3 separate regions of the Pan troglodytes genome follow, and all the other regions are linked to region 3. A link is a contact called in public Hi-C and HiChIP or PLAC-seq data. All regions are on one chromosome and are shown on one strand. Each heading gives the region's core, a stretch centred on a gene start, on an enhancer-like site or on the middle of the called end of the contact. The rest is flanking DNA. Distances are from core to core; before and after follow the strand shown. Region 1 overlaps HERC3 (HECT and RLD domain containing E3 ubiquitin protein ligase 3). Region 2 holds the start of HERC3 (HECT and RLD domain containing E3 ubiquitin protein ligase 3). Region 3 holds the start of PYURF (PIGY upstream open reading frame).

Region 1 (3,165 bases), core at 411-2,910, 120 kb before region 3:
ACACTGAAAGGATCTATTAAGTGCCCAGAATAATGACCAACAAAATACCTACTGTGGAACCCTTCATCTTGAAATTTCAGAATAACAAGAAAGAGTCTAAAAGTTTCTAGAAAAGAACATGTTTATATACAATAGAACAGGGATCAGAATGGCATCATACTTCTCAGAAGCAACACCGAAAACTGTAAGACAATGGAGGGATGCCCTCACAATTCTGAAGGAAAGTAACACCCAATCAAGAATTCCATACACCAGCTGTGAATGAAATGTGAGGCAAGGGGAGTAAAAGGGCAGTTCTGGAGCATGTAAAGCTCTCAAAATATTTTACCTCCCATACTGCTTTTCTCAGAAAGCTACTGGAAGATATGCCTCCAAAACAAAGAACTCAGGATTTAGGAACCAGGAATCTTACACAGACAGGAAGGAGGTGAAGAACCTTTCCAGACAGCTATGTAGCATGCCTACAAAGCAAAGGTGGAGGGATGTCTCCAAGGTGAAAAAGAAAACACTACTTAAAGAGTTTTAGAGCATTATGAGTTTTATAATTCTACCAGAGATACAGAGGTTACTGTGGAAAAAAAAATTAAAGTCAGTAACTTCAGGAAAAACTAAATGATTTATGAGAAAGAAAAGCAATCATGGTACATGCAATCATAATAACCAAACAAAAATACTTTCCATAGTTAATAATTGTCAAATTTTATTTAAAAGATTAACTCTTTGGGGAAGGATGAGTGTCTGGTGGTGAGGAAGAGGAGAGGGCAGGTAGAGAATATAACAGAACTCTAATCTTTGCCAGTGTGAAGTTTCCAGATTATGTCCAATATTGAAAAAAAATCAAGAAATAATATTATAAGCATGTTATTTAGAGACATAAAGGTAAGCAGCAAAAAAAAAAAAAAGCTAAAGAGTTGAAATGATAGGGAGTGAGATTCAAGATAAGGACAGGTGAGGCAGGGAACTGTTATTTAACCTGAACACAGTTTGCATAAATATATTCCTTCAAAACAATAACACTTTTTTTTAACTGAAAATATGCTCATGCCAGAGAAATTACTATAATAAACAGAAAGATTCTGTAATTCCTATTGTTCCCATTGTCCATCTTCTTTAACCTCTGCTCACTACTTACTTCCCAACTCAGCCTTGCACGAGGCACAAAGAATAGTCCTATCTTTACCTTGCAAAAATGTAAGGAACGCTATCAAAGGAGCCCAGGTGGCTCAGACTCCACTCTAACCAAATTTCCACCTTGTACCAATTCCAGGACTTGGACGGCTTTTCTGCTCTCTAGACCTGGGGCCTAGCCTGATGCCTTATTCACGACTGAGGCCTGTCTCTTGGTACCTAACCTTCCTGCTACTGACTAGCAGCCTTACCTGTCTGAATGTTAGTATATGGCCTAACACAACACTAATAATTTTCCCCACTATCCTGACAGAATACTGTCGCTCTGATCTGTCTGCCGTTTTCTTTCCCTCGGTCTCTCAATAGCATCCCTCTCTTGATCTTGTCTTTACTACAGCTTAGTAACCTCAAAAGGGAACACCTGGATTCCGATGACCATTGACTCCCAGTCACGTCAATCTCTAGGCAAACCAATTCCTGTCCCATCACTCACCAGCCCCACCTGAGCTCCTTTGATAGCATTCCTTACATTTTTGCAAGGTAAAGGACTATTCTTTGTGCCTGGTGCAAGGCTGAGTTGGGAAGTAAGTAGTGAGTAGAGGTTAAAGAAGATGGACAATAGGAACAACAGGAAATCCAGCTACCCTCACCACAACAATAAAACCTGCAGCCACAAAGGCAGAAATACTGTTCAGCAATGCAAATGTTGATGGAGAACCAAACCACTGGTTACACAAGTCTAACTTATTCTATTTCTTCTAGCCAGAAAACTGCGCTCGTCTAATTCAGGCTGGAGATCTGTCACTGTGGAACTATAATCCCTCTTCTAGAATCTACCCCCTAGGTCAGCCCAGTGTGCTGATGAATGCCTCATTCACTCCCCTCTCTGAATACACCCCTGCCCCACTTGGGAACATTCAGGCTGAAGTGCCCTCTGATTCATTTTCACATGCAGTCTCTTTTGATTCATTCTGTCAAGACTATACACTATATTTTGCAGATGATGATGGAACCTCAACCCACACATTAAAATAACTAAACACACTGAAGAAGCATTTGGTATTTTTCAAGAATAAAAGTATACTTTCTCTTTGAACCTTCCACAGCAACACTTTAAAGTTTTTAAAACTCTTTAGTAATGTTTCCAGTTCTGAACAAGTCATGGTAGTTAGGATAGCACAGTGGCCAATGTGGAGTGCTGCTTACAGCAAGTCTGCAGTTCAGCTGGACTTGCATTATTAGGGTTAGTTCTACCTAGCTCTTGAGCCCATCATAATTTTTTAATGTTTTTTGAGTTAATGGTAAATTTGTCATTTAACCACCAAAAGATGGTAACAGAGAAGGATGATATGAGTCTAGGGGGTAGATGGATGATGCAGATTCTTAAGCCTTGCAACAACCCTGTAAGGCAAGGGCACAGGGTTGTTGTCCTCAGCTCAGAAAGAGGATGTAGTTTGGCCAAGGCTCACAACTAATGATTGGTGGAACTGGGATGGACACCAGGTCTGTCTGACTTCAAAGCCCATTATACTTAGCTAAGCTATATTGTCTTTCCTCTGGAAAAGAATTAGATAGATTTTAAATTGGTAAAAGTAACCTACAAAGTGAATACCCTATTTATGGATAATGGAAAACTAACTTTTTCCTCATCGTCTGTTCACAGGAGAAAGACATCCAATGGCTTACAGTAAATAATATCAGCATCTGGGTAGAAAGGACAGTAGTTCCCCCTCATCTGAGGTTTTGCTTTCCAGAGTTTCAGTTACCTGCGATCAGTGCAGTGCAAAAATATTAAGTGGAAATTTCCAGAAATAAGCAACTCATAAGTTTTAAATTGCATACCATTCTGAGTCATGTGATGAAATCTCTCACCGTCCCACTCTACCTGGGACATGAACCATCCCTTTGTCCAGCATATCCATGCTGTATATGCTCCCTGCCTGTTAGCCGCTTAGTAGCTGCCCCTGTTATCAGATTGAAAAAGCATAGTATATATAGAATTTGGTACTATCCAAGGTTTCAGGTATCTAGTGGGGG
Region 2 (3,373 bases), core at 330-2,829, 69 kb before region 3:
TCCTTGTTCCCTGCATTATACTTTTTACAGAAAGTTCCTAGCCTCGAAGGCGGTATGACCATGATGTAAATAAAATATGTAATTCAATTATTTTGCTTTAGGATATGCATTCCATGTACTTTGCTTTTCTGATTTATAATGCTACTCCCTCCTCCCCCAGGGTAAAGGAAAGTACAAAAGGAGAGAGCTTCACAGTAATCTGCCGACTAAAACATGATACCCGATCACTGCATTTAAAACTTTTTATTTTTTCATTTCTCTCAAGTCTAGAGTTGAAAAATCAGCTCACTTGATCTTATCTAATCTTCAAATAAAAGGTTCTAGAAATAGCTTATTTGTGGAAAGAGCCAGAAGACACATAAAAATGGAAGAGAGCTCTTGAATCGTCTTTCCCAAAGCATTCTATGCGTGATGAATGCAAGCAAAATCCTGGAAGGCTTTTCTCTGAATTAGGTACTTCCTAATTGGGCTCATTTGAAAGCTGATGTAAAATGCAATCAGAAAGCAGCCAGAAACAGTGACAGACCAACAGCAAAGTTCAAATACTTATTCCCTGGAGCTCATGCTGCATACACATATTCCGTGCACAGTCGCATTAGGTACTGTCTCCATAGGCTCACCTGTTTCAGGTTACACATGCTCCTCTCGGTCTGGTTGCCCTGGTTTGCCCACTCCACACATTCACAAATGACTCAAGTCTCACCTGCCCCCGGCCGTCCCAGCTCCTGACACCCCCGCGTCGGTCCGCACCGACGTGTCGGCGCACACACACACACCCGTACACACGTGTCCGCACACACCCTCGCCCCCGGCCCCGCCCAGGAGGCGGACCCGGGAGAGGCGAGCCGGCCCGGCCTCCGCGAAGTGGGTGGTGCCGGGCCCCGCAGCCCTGCCGGCGCTGTCATCGCGGACGCCGTGCACCGCGTCCTCGGCGCAAACTCCTCGCGGCCGCTGAGGTTCCCCAAAATGCCAGGGCCTCGCCAGCTCCCATTTCAATTGAAAGCGTCCGCGCCCCTCACTGCACGGAGGTCCCTGGAACCCCAGAATTTAAATAGGGGCAGGGGGCGAGCATAGGGACTATCCTCCTTTTGACTTTCTGCGTCGCAATTCCTCCCGGGCGGCAGGGCGGGAGGGCGGCCGAGCGCGGGCGGGAGGCGCTCCCATTTTGAAGGCTTGTCTCGCCTTTCCCGGCGCGGGGCTCTCTGACCGGAGGGCGAGCCCACGAGAACGCCAGGGAGGCGTACGCAGGGTACTAAGGGCGCCGCGCCCCAACCTCCCCGCGCCCCAGACCCAGGTCGTCTCTGGAGGTGCCTGCAGCCCCCGCCGCCGGAGCCACGGGAGGAGCCGCAGCCGCCCCTCCGGGAGCCGCGCGCTGACTGCAGTGCCAGGCGGAACGCGGCCCAGCACGGCTGCAGCTCCGCCGTACCCTCCTCCCTGGAACCCCGGCCCCCGCCCTGCGCACCTCGGCAGCAGCCGAACCGCAGCTTGGGACTCCGACTGTCACAGCCCCTCTCGCCGGACCCGGGGTTTCTCCGTTTTCGGCGTCACAATAATAAGGAAGTTTCCCCGCAAGCCTGCGGGCGGCGGAATGCGCTGGGTGAATGGCTTCGCACCGGGCCAATGGGCGCCGTTCTGGGGGGGGGCCCGCGCCAATGGCGGCCGCCGTGGCACGGGCTGGAGGCGGGGCGGCAAGGTCCGCGGGCGGGAGGAGGGGAGAGGCCCAGGCCCCAGAGCCAGGCGCAGGCGGCCCGAGGTGACAGGACTCGAGGGCCCGGCGCGGGGACAGCGGCACGGGTGTGTCAGTCGAGATCGGACTGGAAGACATAGAGCGTTGACGCTGAAATAAGATTGCTTTTCACTGGCGGGGAAGCGAGCTGGACCGATCAGCGGTTGCCTATTCAGGTTCTGGACTCTGGTTTTTATTATTTATGAAGAGGTGACCGAAAGCCTTGGGCACGGGGGAAAAAGCTGGAGGGTGACAATTGAGGGAGAGTGCGCTAGTCTTCTGCTTTACTCCCCTTCGTAGGACTGTAGGAAGCGCGGCGCCGGCCCGCGGCGCTGCGCGGTGGGAGAGGCGGGGTAGGAGGTACGCGGCAGCCGCCGGCGCTCTTCTGGAGAGGTGGGGATCGAAGACCGGCACGGGGCTGCGGAAGAAAGGCGGGCCTGGGGGAGGCTGGAGGGTGGACCCGGGGGGAGCATAGCAAGAAGAGTCTGAGCACCAGATCTTAAAATCTTGTAATCTGAAAGACACTCTGTGGCCTATACCCAGTAACGGATTTTTTAAAAGTTTGTCCTTTTCCACTTTTCCCTAGCGCCGAATCCCAGAGCTTCCTCCTCCTCCCCAAGGTCACTAGTGCTTTCATACTTGCCCTAGACCTGATCTGATCCACAGCTAATCTTTTGCAGAAAACCTCAGAAAGGTGACTTCATGTGTCTGCCCCCCTTAAATGTAAAATGCAGAACACTGGCACGGTACTGCTTTAATCCAAAGGAATAATTCTCCCAGTGGAAGAATTTCCATAACCTGGCATTTGAACCAGGAAGGCCCTTTGAGGATAGATTCTTACCAAGGACATTCAAATCACCTCAGGTCTGCAATCGCTCGTCCTGAGAACCTAACAGACTGACCAAGTAGAAAAGAAAGTTTCAAGGAGTGGTGTATCCTGGGGATGAGACGTTGTTGGCTGACTGACAGTGTTGAGTCCTCCGTGAAATAATGCAAATTGTCCAGTACACTGAGACAAGAAAGCTAAAAAAGCAGAATCTAAGTTATCAGGTCATCTAAGAAAAAATACAAACCTTTGAAATTTGGATCACACTTGACACGTTTAGAAACACTGGGGATGGCCAGGCGCGGTGGCCCATGCCTGTAATCTCGGCACTTTGGGAGGCCGAAGCCGGTGGATCACTTGAGGTCAGGAGTTCGAGACCAGCCTGGCCAACATGGTGAAACCTTGTCTCTACAAAAAAAAATACCAAAATTAGCCGAGTAGGGTGGTGTGCGCCTGTAGTCCCAGCTACTCAGGAGGCTGAGGCAGGAGAATCACTGGAACCTGGAAGGCGGAGGTTGCAGTAAGCTGAAATCAAGCCACTGTACTTACTCCAGCCTGGGCAACAGAATGAAACGTTGTCTCAAAAAAAGAAAAAGAAAAAAAGAAACACTGGGGACAAGAGTAACACAATTCACTTATATTCCAGATATGTGGCAGTTTCACAAAAGTTTAGTCTATTACAAAGATGCAATCCCAATTTAGAGATGCTGTTGGCAAAAGAACTGGTTAAATGCCCAAAGAGGAGTCTGGTAGGAAGAGGAAGGAGTCCGGTACTTGCAAAGGAGAAAGTGAGAGATCCTATTGTTATGTGTCACATATGA
Region 3 (3,375 bases), core at 26-2,525:
TGAGCATTAGTGAACAAAGAACATCAAAAAATAAACTGTTTTTTTTTAAAAAAAAACAGGATGGCCCAAAAAACAAACAAAAAATTAGGATGAACATATAAACATTTGTCAGTTTATTTTTACATTGGAGTGGAAGAGAAATTTGAAAATATAAACATATTTTTGGATTCTGTACTTCCAGCTCCAGGAACTCAAAGTGTGAAATGATAATGCCCAGTGATGCAAAAAAAAGTTCAGGTTGATATTCAGCAGAACGGAGGGAAAAAATGGATGACTAATGAGAATCTTTGAGTCTTCGGACATGGAAAAACTAGATGAAATAAAAATAAAAATAGACAACATTAATGGAGCATTAATTTGTGCCAGGCACTTTTCTAAATGTTCTTCGAATGCACAATCACATTTATGCCCTACCTACAAGGTAGGTACAATTATTAGTCTTATACAGATAAGGAAAATGAGCAGTTAAGTCATTTGCCAAAGTCATCCAGCTACTGATTGTGGACAGGGAACCAAGCTGTCAGGCCCCAGAGCCCAAGTTCCCATCTACTACACTGTAAGAAAGAGATCTAACATGGTCACTTTCTTGGAGAGTGGGAAGCAAACCTGGGATACAAATTCACTGAATGGATCACCCACTCATTGAATGGATCTTTAACAGGCAGATCACATCTGCCTGTTACACAGTTATTTAGGCCCCTTGAGGCCTCCAAGCTCATTTATAGAAGTAAATTAGCTGTGCTTTATTACGCAAATACTTCACAGTGACTGGGTCTCAGGCAGGAAGAATTTATATATTTTGGAGGGTCAGAGGCCTAGGCCATTCCTTCCAGGTTCTCACTTTTTTTAATGAGAGAGAAAAAAGCCAAACAAGGTTACAGAAACTAATGGTATAGTAAAGATGTACATGAAACAAATGAGCGCTTTCAATACATCCATGACAATACATTCAATACAATACATAACAGTGTGTTTGAAACTTCACTTGGAGGTAACCACGTAGGTCCAAGCCTAACTCCCTACAACTCTGAGGCCTGGCCACTGGCTTCCTAGCATCCTTGCGACAGGCCCCGGTGAAAACCCAGACACCTTGACTTAAACACTGGTTTAGTTTGTAGTCTGGTAAGGCGGCGGGGCACTCACCAGAGGCCCCTGCCCTGGGGCTGTCCTCCGAACTATAGATGACGCCCGTGGGAAAAGCAGTCGGAGCAGAAGCACCCTCTGAACCAAAGCGCCCGCCCCGCCTACTCCTCGGCAGCGTTTCCTGGAGCACCAGGGGGCGGGGCCTGCCCGGCTGGCCTGGACGAACGGGAAGCCGGGAGCTCGGCCACGGGTGGCGAGGCTGCGGTGAGGCCTGGTCTCCGGCTGCCAGACCATGCTGAGTGGAGCACGCTGCAGGCTCGCCTCAGCGCTGCGGGGGACGCGCGCGCCGCCGTCCGCGGTCGCCCGTAGGTGCCTGCACGCGTCGGGGTCGCGGCCTTTGGCCGACCGGGGCAAAAAGACTGAGGAGCCGTCCCGCGCCTTCGATCCGGCGCTGCTGGAGTTCCTGGTGTGCCCGCTCTCCAAGAAGCCGCTCAGGTAACTCGCTGGCCTTGGCCCTTCCTTTGCAGCCTCCCGGTGGACGGAAAGGGAGCGGTGGACCGCGGCCTCTTGCAGCCACTGGGGCCTTGTAGGTCGGTCAGGTACTCTCCGCTGCCATATTCTGGACTCTGTCCTCGCCGGGCGCACAGCGGGCAGGACGGGGGAGACCGGAGGCCAGGGGAGCTGCGTCCCACCTCTCCCAGAACACATCGCCAGCCTGCGGGAATGGCTCGAAGCGTTTTAGGGTTCGCCACCGGCTGCGCATTGCAATCACCCGGGGACCGTTTTAAAAATGCCGATTCCCCGACAGCCCCCAAGACGGGCAGACTTGGAATGCTCGCGGAATGGGACCTGAACATTTGTATTTTCTTTCTTTCTTTTTTTTTTTTTCCTTTTAAGAGACCGGGTGCCCCCTACGTTGCCCAGACTGGCCTAGAACTCCCGCCTCAGCTTCCTCAGGAGTCGAGAGACAGGCGCCGCCCCCACGCCCAGCTTATTTGTGTTCTTAAACGGTCCCTAAATGATTTCTAACGTACCACCAGGTTTATGAACCACTGCGATTCAGGACAAGTCCAAAGCCTTCCGGTTTTTAAGCCAAGATAATGAAAAGTATTGTTGTACCCTCCAGATTCTTGTGAAAGTGTCTTGTACAACTGGTGCCTGACAATCTTAAGCAATTCAGCTGTGTTTGCTGCCCAGTGGCTCTTAGTTGTGGCCTAGCAGGTTTCGTAGAAGCCTCTTTAACTAGTTTTTGGGAAGACAGCTCTACAGTTTCCAAGCTACCAAAATTGAATATTGACAACACTAACGCTAGTATTACAAATCGCATAAACACCAAAATGTTATCAGTGGTTATCTTTGAATGGTAGATTGCTAGCAATTTTTCGTATTTCTTTTTCCCGTAATAAACATATTATTCAATTTTCTCGAACCTTGAAATTATCATTTGATTTACGTTTATAACTAGCTCACTGCAGACTTAGTGCTTTCGAAAGTTTCTTCATTTCTGCCCTCTCACCTTTTCCAGTGATTTCCTTCTAATGGATTAGTTAAGTTTCTCTACTTAGCATTTATTCTAAAACGAAGAAGTTGATTTTTCTCTAGTGTTTATTCCAGTAGTAAATTAACAGGGATGGTTTGGGGGTTGACCAAAGTAATGAAGGAATATTTGGATAAGAGAGGGGGATCTTTTCTGACTAGTATGAAAAAGAATTAAGGAATAACTTGTGAATAAGGTGAAAAAGAGAATATGAGAGAAACTGACTAAAATGGGAATAATTATAGATTGTAAGATAATTTTTCTAAGATAAAAAGTTGAATTGGCTATTGTTGCTTTTAGAATTAAAGAAGACTATTCTGGGATTAACTCCATACCAAAAATTGGATAAATAGTGGTATTTGTTGAAAATCAGGCACTTCAAGCATTTTATTTTCCCACAACTCATTTTGTTCTTTTTTTTTTTTCCACCTCAGATATGAAGCATCAACAAATGAATTGATTAATGAAGAGTTGGGAATAGCTTATCCAATCATTGATGGGATCCCTAATATGATACCACAGGCAGCTAGGATGACACGTCAAAGTAAGAAGCAAGAAGAAGTGGAGCAGCGCTAGTTCATAATTTAAAAAAATTTAAAAAACGCAACAGCCAACTTAGTACCATATACCTTTTAAAACACAGTGGCAGGTAATAAGTGGAAGAGAAGAATGTTTCTGTCTCTTCCTACGTTGACTGTTCTTATTCCACTGGTTTCTTTAGCAGGACTGTTCTACTCAGCCTCTGTGGAAGAAAA

The links. A called contact is a pair of places that touch in the nucleus more often than the background predicts. HiChIP or PLAC-seq counts read pairs in DNA pulled down with a chosen protein or histone mark.
Region 1: a Hi-C map of induced pluripotent stem cells shows a contact between it and region 3, with 2.2 times the contacts expected there. The contact joins the enhancer-like site here to the promoter of PYURF in region 3. A contact is called at or near these places in 2 of 7 Hi-C or Micro-C datasets (induced pluripotent stem cells and stem cell-derived neural progenitor cells) and 1 of 1 datasets of contacts at active chromatin or transcription factors (stem cell-derived excitatory neurons).
Region 2: an H3K4me3 HiChIP or PLAC-seq map of stem cell-derived excitatory neurons shows a contact between it and region 3, with 3 times the contacts expected there. The contact joins the promoter of HERC3 here to the promoter of PYURF in region 3. A contact is called at or near these places in 1 of 7 Hi-C or Micro-C datasets (stem cell-derived neural progenitor cells) and 1 of 1 datasets of contacts at active chromatin or transcription factors (stem cell-derived excitatory neurons).

Annotation. Positions count from the first base shown.
Region 1 is chr3:90,017,001-90,020,165 of NHGRI_mPanTro3-v2.0_pri, reverse strand. All of the region lies in intron 3 of HERC3 (HECT and RLD domain containing E3 ubiquitin protein ligase 3), which reads right to left. Among named protein-coding and RNA genes, the nearest start is that of NAP1L5, 51 kb to the left of the region's middle. Within about 2 kb of position 1,660, at least 1 of the 24 cell types and tissues checked has an H3K27ac peak or open chromatin away from gene starts, as enhancers often do. A contact at or near this core is called in induced pluripotent stem cells, where this site is marked.
Region 2 is chr3:89,962,388-89,965,760 of NHGRI_mPanTro3-v2.0_pri, reverse strand. It overlaps HERC3 (HECT and RLD domain containing E3 ubiquitin protein ligase 3), which reads right to left and starts at 1,579. Exons shown (of 26, transcript XR_010156637.1): 1 at 1,463-1,579.
Region 3 is chr3:89,893,174-89,896,548 of NHGRI_mPanTro3-v2.0_pri, reverse strand. PYURF (PIGY upstream open reading frame) reads left to right here and starts at 1,275. Exons shown (of 2, transcript NM_001270957.3): 1 at 1,275-1,578; 2 at 3,055-3,375. The coding sequence starts at 1,376. The coding sequence ends at 3,196. It overlaps PIGY (phosphatidylinositol glycan anchor biosynthesis class Y), which reads left to right and starts at 1,275. Exons shown (of 2, transcript NM_001270955.3): 1 at 1,275-1,578; 2 at 3,055-3,375. The coding sequence starts at 3,290.